2 separate regions of the Rattus norvegicus genome follow, and region 2 is linked to region 1. A link is a contact called in public Hi-C data. All regions are on one chromosome and are shown on one strand. Each heading gives the region's core, a stretch centred on a gene start, on an enhancer-like site or on the middle of the called end of the contact. The rest is flanking DNA. Distances are from core to core; before and after follow the strand shown.

Region 1 (4,106 bases), core at 950-3,449:
TATGATCACTCCCAACACTGTAACTGCGAATCCCACAGAGACTAAGATTAGAGAAAGAAGTAGATAAAAGGTGAGATTTTTGTTCTGTTCTCGGGGAGCTGAGCCAGAAGGGAACTCGGCCCGGGCTTCCGGAGACTCCTCAGTTACTGACACAGTCAGGGTGGCGGTGGTGGAGAGCAATGGTTCTCCATTGTCTGAGATCAAGACTGTGAGAATCTGTCTTGGTGAATCTGTGTCCTGGATTGGGCGGGCAGTGCTGATCTGACCCGTGTGAAGCCCCACGGCAAAAAGGCTCTGGTTGGGGGCTCCCATGAGGCTGTAGGAGAGCCAGGCATTGTGCCCTGCATCTGCGTCCCAGCCTACCACCCGTGAGACCACGTGGCCCGCCGCTGTACCTCGAGGCAGCACCTCCACTGAACTCTGGCCAGGCCGGGGATACAGGACCTGGGGGGCGTTGTCATTGCGGTCAGTAACAAATATGTTCACGCTGATGTTGGTGGCCAAAACCGGGGTACCTCCGTCGTTTATATGAGCGGTTAGCTGGAACTCTCTCTGATCCTCATAGTCCAGGGGTACTAAGGTTGTCAAGATTCCATTGTCACGATTTATTGTGAAATAGCGACCTACGAGACCAGTTTCCGCTCCGGGTTCCAAGAGAAAGAAAGAAAGGCGGGCATTGGGCGGGGCGTCGGGGTCCCAGACACTTAGGTTTAATATAGGAACTCCGGGTAGGTTATTTTCCTCCACATACACATCGTAGGAGGATTGGGATGACTGAGGAGGATTGTCGTTGATATCGGACACTTGGACCCTGACTGTTGTAAGAGCTGAGAGAGAGGGAGTTCCCGAGTCTCGAGCTGTGATACTGAGATTGTATTCGGGCACGGTCTCACGATCCAGGGCTGCACTGGTTTTCAAAGTGAAGTAATTCTTGAGGGAAGAAGTCAGGCTGAAGGGGAGACCCGGGGGAACCTCGCAGGTCACCTGCCCGTTCTCTCCAGCATCCAGATCAGTCACACTGAGCAAAGCAATGACAGTCCCCAGAGGAGCATCCTCAGGGACTGGGCTGTATACAGAGGTGACTGTGATCTCCGGGGCATTGTCATTAACGTCCACAACCTCTACCAGTACTTTGCAATGCGCTCCTTCCGGATTGGCACCTTTGTCTTTGGCCTGGATGTAAATCTCATGGAGTTTGGTGTCTTCAAAGTCCAGGCGACCCTTGATTGTCAGCACCCCGGTTACGAGGTCTAAAGCGAATAGTTCCCGCACCCCAGCACGATTGTGGCTGCCGAAGGAGTAAACGATTTCTCCATTGAGGCCCTCATCCAGGTCAGTTGCACGAACCTGGGCGACGCGCGTGCCTGGGGGTGCATCCTCCCGGACGCGCGCCCTATACAAAGACTGATTGAAGGCAGGAGCATTGTCATTCGCGTCCAGCACTGTGATACGAATTGGAAGGGTGGCGGAGCGAGCTGGGGTTCCTCCATCAAGTGCGGTCAGTACCAACTGGACACTTGGCTCCCGTTCCCAATCTAGGGCGCGCTCCAGGACCAGCTCCGCGTATTTCGTGCCGTCCTCTCGAGTCTGCACGCGGAGCGCAAAGTACTCGTTGTGGCTCAGCTCATAGGTTTGTAAAGAGTTGCTTCCCACATCGGGATCGTGCGCGCTCTCGAGCGGAAAGCGCGTCCCCGGCGCCATGGCCTCGCTAATCTCCAATTTCATTTCCGCGGTGGGGAAAGAGGGATTGTTGTCGTTGATGTCCTGGACCACCACTTCCGCGCTGAACAGCTCCAGCGGGTTCTCTACCACCAACTCCAGAGTTACAGTGCAGGAGGGCAGCGTCCCACACAGCTCCTCTCGGTCCAGTCGATCGTTGACGAACATCTCTCCAGTCTCCCAGTTCACCTCAAAGAACCTACGGCTAGCTCCGGACACCACCCGGAGCCTGCGGGCCGACAGACTGCCGAGATCCAAACCAAGATCCGTGACCACGTTACCCACGGGAAACCCCTTCTCTCTCTCCTCCAGGATCTCATAGTGAATGATGGTGGAAGCCTCGGTCAAGGCAGCTAGCAGAAGCAAAACTCCCACCGTTCTCCCGGGGCTTACCAGTCCGCTGCTCCGGGCCTCTGCGACCATCTCACTCAAAAGCAGCTCCTCTTGGCGGGGTCCAGGTGGTCCCGGAGGTTTGGCAGAGAAACTTTCAGCGGGTTAGCGCTTGGGCGCTGGGCGCCGAGTCCGACATGGCTTTCTGGGCGCCGCTGATTTGTTCGCCCGCTGTTCAGTCTCTGCCTCATCCCGGGGCGCCGAAAGGGGACGGGCCCGGGCCAGATCTCCAGCGTCTTCATTGGCCGACAGCGGCACACAGAGTCCCAGCCAATAACTGCACGAAGAATGCGCTAGCGCCGGGTTCTTTGAGCAGGACACGCGCTCGCGCCAGGAACTTCACTTTCCTCTGGCTGCTTTCCAGAGTTTCCTGTCCAGCGCTCTGCCAGCGCCAGGGGGAGGAGACCCATCTGCGGGCGGATCTGTCCACCTCCCACCCCAACCAGGCCCATTAAACACTTTAATCATTGTCTTTGATCACAAGAAAGGGGAATGATCCAAGCCGACTACGACGCAGCATCGACTAGCAAAACGACAGCAAATTGGGTCTGTTGGAGGGCAGAGGAAGCAGCGGACTCTGCTTGGAAGGTGGAATGAGTATTTCTGGGGAGATTAATATTATCACTTATGGGCCGTGAGATATGGATAGCTTACAGGTAGATTCTGACTTGGCGCGTGTGAGGCTTTACTTTCCAGCCTACACCCCTGCTCCCACCCCAAACCCACAGTTTTATCTTTTTCCAAACGGAGGGTAGAATTCATTGCATTCTTAGTAGAGCAAATCAAGAGTACTACTATCCGTTTGTCTTAGTTTTGTCTTGCGATTTTAAAAATAAAGTTAAGAAATTATTTCCGTTCAAACTGAATGCAGTCGTTTTTAAGGATTTTTTTTTTTAAGGATCAAAAGGCAATGAGAAATTTCCCTACCCCTTTCTCCCCAATTGTGTAATCTCAATTGGTTAAAACATGATCTCTCAAACACTGTTCTGGAATTAATCATTTTCCAAAGGTTCTGAGTTCATGTTGCATTGCTAATAAAGAAATCTCTGAGCGCGCGCGCGCGCGCGCGCGCGCGCGCGAGAGAGAGAGAGAGAGAGAGAGAGAGAGAGAGAGAGAGGAAAGGGAGGCCATATGGTACCCAGGACTTTCCATAAAGTGATGGTAGCAACACTCTATAGATTCACCAGAGAAATACAAAGCTTTAGTCACAGAATAAAAAGTTTTTCATTTAGAATTGTAGACACTTACCCAACCCCCAAAGCAATGGTTAGAATAAGGAGCATGGGTTAGCTATGAAAAGAGGCTGAGTTTGGCTGTATGTTTTGGACAAGAAAATAACCCAAGGCCTTCTAGAATCCCATCCTGTTCCTGAGCAGGGGAAAGTGCTTGGAACAAAGTAAGCCTCAATTAATGATGGAAAGCAATCCGTTAGGGGCTAGATGTGCAGTGTTAGGAACCTCACATTCTTTCTAAATAAATGCCTTGTCCTTTCTGACCTGTAACTAAATCTTAATCACATGCAGTGAGTGAGACACCCAGACAAGGGGTTTGTTTTCTGATGCGATGAAAAGACACATCCTCAGTACCAAACCTATGCCCCACCCGACCCCAGCCCACCCCACCCCTCTCTTAAACCACCCAGGGTTTTAAGGTCGGATGAGGTGGCACATGCTTGCAATCCTGAGGCAGGGTGATGGCCATGAGCTCCAGACCAGCCCTGCTCCCCAGCTAAAACAAACCCAGGGTTAAATACTTAGATGACGATTGGCTAGACTCCCAAGAATTGTGATCTGCACTAAGGAGGTGGATACAGCAGAATTTAGATTCTGGACTACTTGCTACCAAGTGTGAGAACCAGAGTCATAGGCAGGCAATGGGGGCTTATCAGCAGTGAAGAAGTTGCACTTTACCAAAATACCTGGCTGACGAGAAGACACATTAAAGTTTGATAAGAGCTAAATTTGGTGGATTATTCAGAGATGTGCCGATTTAACTTT
Region 2 (4,106 bases), core at 679-3,178, 46 kb before region 1:
TTTGAGCTGCTCAGCGAGCGCTTCTGTTCGCCTCCCAGTTTCTGCTGAGAACTTGCAGAAGAATTTAGATCAGATGAAGAAACAGATTGCTGATGTGGAACGCGATGTTCAAAATTTCCCAGCTGCCACAGACGAAAAAGACAAGTTTGTTGAGAAGATGACTATATCCTTTCTCAGAGGACTTGGGTGGCCAAGGGAATGAGAGGGATGACAGCAGCGTTCAGTTTTTACCTCTAAGTTTTTTTTCTTCCACTAAATACAGTTTTTAACCTTATTAGAAGTAAATTTTGCAGATAAACTACAAGTCTCCAAGTACCTGTTCTGTCCCGTTCCTGTTATAAACACACTTACCTACTCTGAAAGCCCGAGTCCCTACTCTGTTCCCATTGCTGTCACAGAGACACCCTTCCACAGAGATAACCACTGCCTTTTTCTGCTTTACACCAAAACTGCATTGCATAGCATTTTCTCATTGTCTCAGCCTTGTTTCTACAGTAATCTATGTAATTTCTATTGTATGGGTAAACCATAGCTTACGGTTAGCCATTATCTTCTTACCAGTACTTACGGCACTTCTGTTCTGTCATGAACAGGACTATATGGTGCACCCTGTGTAGGTGTATGGTGCATCTTTGAATGGTTCTCCAACCTAGGCCTGTTACTTTTGTTTTTGTTTCTGACCTGGGTCTGTTTCTTTTTGGTTGTTGTTGTTGTTACTTGGTTTTTTTGTTTGTTTTGTTGGTTGGTTGGTTGGTTGGTTTTTCAAGACAGGGTTTCTCTGTGTAGCTCTGGCTGTCCTGGAGCTCTCTCTGTTAACCACACTGGCCTCGAGCACTCAGCGATCCATCTGCCTCTGCTGGGATTAAAGGTGTGTGCCATCACCACCCCCATCGTGGGTCGGCTTCTTGGTCTTGCTCCTTTACTCCTGGCTGCACAGCTTTGTGAAGGATGCACAGGAACAGTATAACAAGCTACGGATGATGCACTCCAACATGGAGACTCTCTATAAGGAGCTAGGCGACTACTTCGTCTTTGACCCTAAGAAGTTGTCTGTAGAAGAATTTTTTATGGATCTGCACAACTTTAGGAATATGTTTTTGGTGAGCAAGCATGAACTGCTATTTTTCATGGGGTTCCTAATGTTTCCTGGTGGATTTACATGTTTCCACATATCCTCCATCTGGTCTCCCTCCCCTTCTCCAGCAAGCAGTCAAGGAGAACCAGAAGCGCCGGGAAACAGAAGAAAAGATGAGGAGAGCAAAACTAGCCAAGGAAAAGGCGGAAAAAGAGCGACTGGAGAAGCAGCAGAAGCGAGAGCAGCTCATAGACATGAATGCAGGTGAGTAGTGGAAAGGGCACTGGAAGGTTCTCTGTCTGGAACACAGGGTATTCGGGTCTAAACGGAGCTCTTGGCAAATGGCTTTTGGCAGCCTTCTGCCTCCAAGCTCCGGATGCTGGATTTTAACATGTTTTCCTTTTCCTCTCCTTTGCTGGTTCTTGGATTATATCTTACCACCCTTGTGATTTGGGAATTGCTGCCACACTTAACTCTTCTACCTGTCAAAAAACGTTCCCTGACCTGTCCTCATTCCTGCTAAATATTTGGGGTTTCCAAAATGTTTCTCTGACTCCTCCGTCTTGTAGTAGCTCTCCTCTCCTCTTATTTCACCAATTCCTATTCCTATTACCTCATAGAATGTTGTGTGCATGTCTGAGATCATAAATGGATTGAACTTTCCTAGAAGGGGGTGAAAAGCTGGCCACTCTTTCTCCAGCAGAAACATGTCTTTGTTTGAGCATATGGTCTCAATTACTGGCCCTCTGTTTCCTGTCTCTGCTTCTTTCCTGCTGAGGATTCCCCGCCCCCACTGCTCCTTTGGGCAGCGGAAATACAGTAAATGCAGCATACATTGCACATGGCCCTGAGCTGATCTGTAAGGCCCATAAGCCCCTGAAAGTGAGGAGTTCTTGAATCTGTCAAGTCTTAAAAATTTGCTGAGCAGAAACAGTAAAGACCAACATGGTTTGCTCCCAGAGTCCTTGAGAGTAGTTTCTTGCCTTTGTCTCAGTTGTATTTAAGCCATCAACTTTGTTCCCATAAAACTGTTAAAATTTATACCAAGTGTTCATCATTTCCTCACTGTTCTCCCTGGGCCTCCAGGGCTTTACCCTTTCTATATTGTCTAAGAAGTAATGGGAGCAAGGTGGAGTCCAAAGGACATTTGGGATAAGGGCTATAACCCAGCCAGCAGATGGCGTAGTGGACCTTACCCTATTCTAAGTGCCTGGGTCAAGCAAATGAAATTGAATGTAGGTCAGCTGCACTGGTGATGTGCAGACAGCAGATGGCGCTGGCAGTAATGAACCCTAGTCTTCAGCTAGTAGCCAACCAGCTCCTTGGGATTTCAGTTTCAGATTTCACTATCCTGAGCTGTTACCATGGAAACTGAGCCTGGCTAGAACTGGGATTCTACCTTAACTCTTTGCATTCCAGCCAGGCTGCTTTCAGCTTGTCATGTGCAGAGTTATGTTCAGGAAGATGCAACCACTGGAAGCAGTAGTAACACGAAATTCAGTCTTGACCAGTGGGTTCTCTTCCTTAGCCCTCCTGAAGACCAGGCCCTCAGTCGTTGATGTGGACTGGAGTGAAACACTGAGATTGATAATAATTATAATAGTTGCTAACCCCCACAACCCCCCCCACACACACATATACACATAATTCTTCCTACTTAGCCCAGGCTAGCTTCAAACTCCACATCTTCCTGCCTCTCCTGGGGTTACAGACATGGTAGCTTTGCCTGGCATAGCTGCCTTTTGATTCATAAGCATGGCCTCTGCCTGCTCAGGTCTTAGAGTTAGTGTTAAGAGTCTGTGTGCTGGGGCTGGAGAGATGGCTCAGTGGTTAAGAGCACCGACTGCTCTTCCCAAGGTCCTGAGTTCAAATCCCAGCAACCACATGATGGCTCACAACCATCTGAAATGAGTCTGATGCCCTCTTCTGGTGTGTCTGAAGATAGCGACAGTGTAACCATAATATATAATAAATAAATAAAATATTTAAAAAAAAAAAAAAGAGTCTGTGTGCTGGTCCTGATTAGTGTGGGTAGGATGACATTGCAACAGTCCCTCAGGATTCACACTGACAGGCAGTGACTGTCTTAAGGCAGTTTATAAACCGACACAGGGAAAGTAAGCATGGGTCTGAGGCTTGAAAGGGTGACCCTTTTGTGTCTCTTATGGTCTCTCAGTTAGTGTGCAAGGGGTGGGGAAAGCCACGTAGCAGCCATGCATCTCATGTGTACTTTGACATTTACCCTGCTGGCCTGGCAGAAAAATGTATGCCTCTGTCTTTGTTCATCACAGAGGGGGATGAGACAGGTGTGATGGACAGTCTTCTAGAAGCTCTGCAGTCAGGAGCAGCATTCCGACGGAAGAGAGGGCCCCGGCAGGGTAAGTAAACAAATGGAGCCCAATTAGTTGGGCATTGGGGTGGGGATTGACCAGGGTCTCTGCTCCTGGTCATGCTAGTGGAGGGCCCAAGAAGAAAGTGAAGCTCCAGATTTAGAATTTCCCATTTCCTTGCCCTGGGCTGTCTAGGCCTCTCTCTCACATTAGAAGTCCTCACCAGGACCCTTTGGAGGCCTAGACATGAGGGCTTCTTTCTAACAAAGAGTAACCTCTACAGAGAAGCATCATTATGGCAGTTAAAGCCTGGCAGAGGCTCTGTAGACACATTAGATACTAGCTTGACTTGGAAACTGCTGAAGAGAAGATAGCTGGAGCCTTTAGTGCCTGACATACTGGAATGAGGACCCTAGCAAAAGGTGCAGATTATACAAGGCTGTATAAACTCAGTTTCCTGGCCCAAATGGTGCACAGTGATTCTCCTGTAATAACTGGTTACCTCGTTCTACCTACACTCCAAATACTCAAGAAAATTCCCTTCCAAGAGCTTCCTTGGATATGCTCTAAGCCCTTTCTTAAACAAACAAACAAGCAAGCAAACATCCCTGGTTACAGAACCATCCACTACATGGCAGTTTCTGAGTACAGGATCTCAAAGGGAGGAGAAGGTGGGTATCAGTTTTACAGATAGGCCTGGG

The links. Hi-C and Micro-C count contacts between places; a contact is called where the count stands out from the background.
Region 2: a Hi-C map of prefrontal cortex shows a contact between it and region 1, with 4 times the contacts expected there. The contact joins the enhancer-like site here to the promoter of Pcdhgc3 in region 1. A contact is called at or near these places in 6 of 12 Hi-C or Micro-C datasets (Schwann cells, frontal cortex, kidney and 3 more) and 1 of 1 datasets of contacts at active chromatin or transcription factors (oligodendrocytes).

Annotation. Positions count from the first base shown.
Region 1 is chr18:29,882,338-29,886,443 of GRCr8, reverse strand. Pcdhgc3 (protocadherin gamma subfamily C, 3) reads right to left here and starts at 2,199. Exons shown (of 4, transcript NM_053943.1): 1 at 1-2,199. The coding sequence starts at 2,142. The region is part of intron 1 of Pcdhga1 (protocadherin gamma subfamily A, 1); the gene reads right to left. The region is part of intron 1 of Pcdhga2 (protocadherin gamma subfamily A, 2); the gene reads right to left. The region is part of intron 1 of Pcdhga3 (protocadherin gamma subfamily A, 3); the gene reads right to left. It also overlaps Pcdhga5, Pcdhga7, Pcdhga8, Pcdhga9, Pcdhga10 and Pcdhgb7, and 3 more genes.
Region 2 is chr18:29,927,978-29,932,083 of GRCr8, reverse strand. Diaph1 (diaphanous-related formin 1) reads left to right here. Exons shown (of 28, transcript NM_001107393.3): 24 at 39-163; 25 at 936-1,100; 26 at 1,204-1,339; 27 at 3,367-3,453. Among named protein-coding and RNA genes, the nearest start is that of Pcdhgc5, 32 kb to the right of the region's middle. Within about 2 kb of position 1,928, at least 16 of the 93 cell types and tissues checked have an H3K27ac peak or open chromatin away from gene starts, as enhancers often do. A contact at or near this core is called in prefrontal cortex, where this site is marked.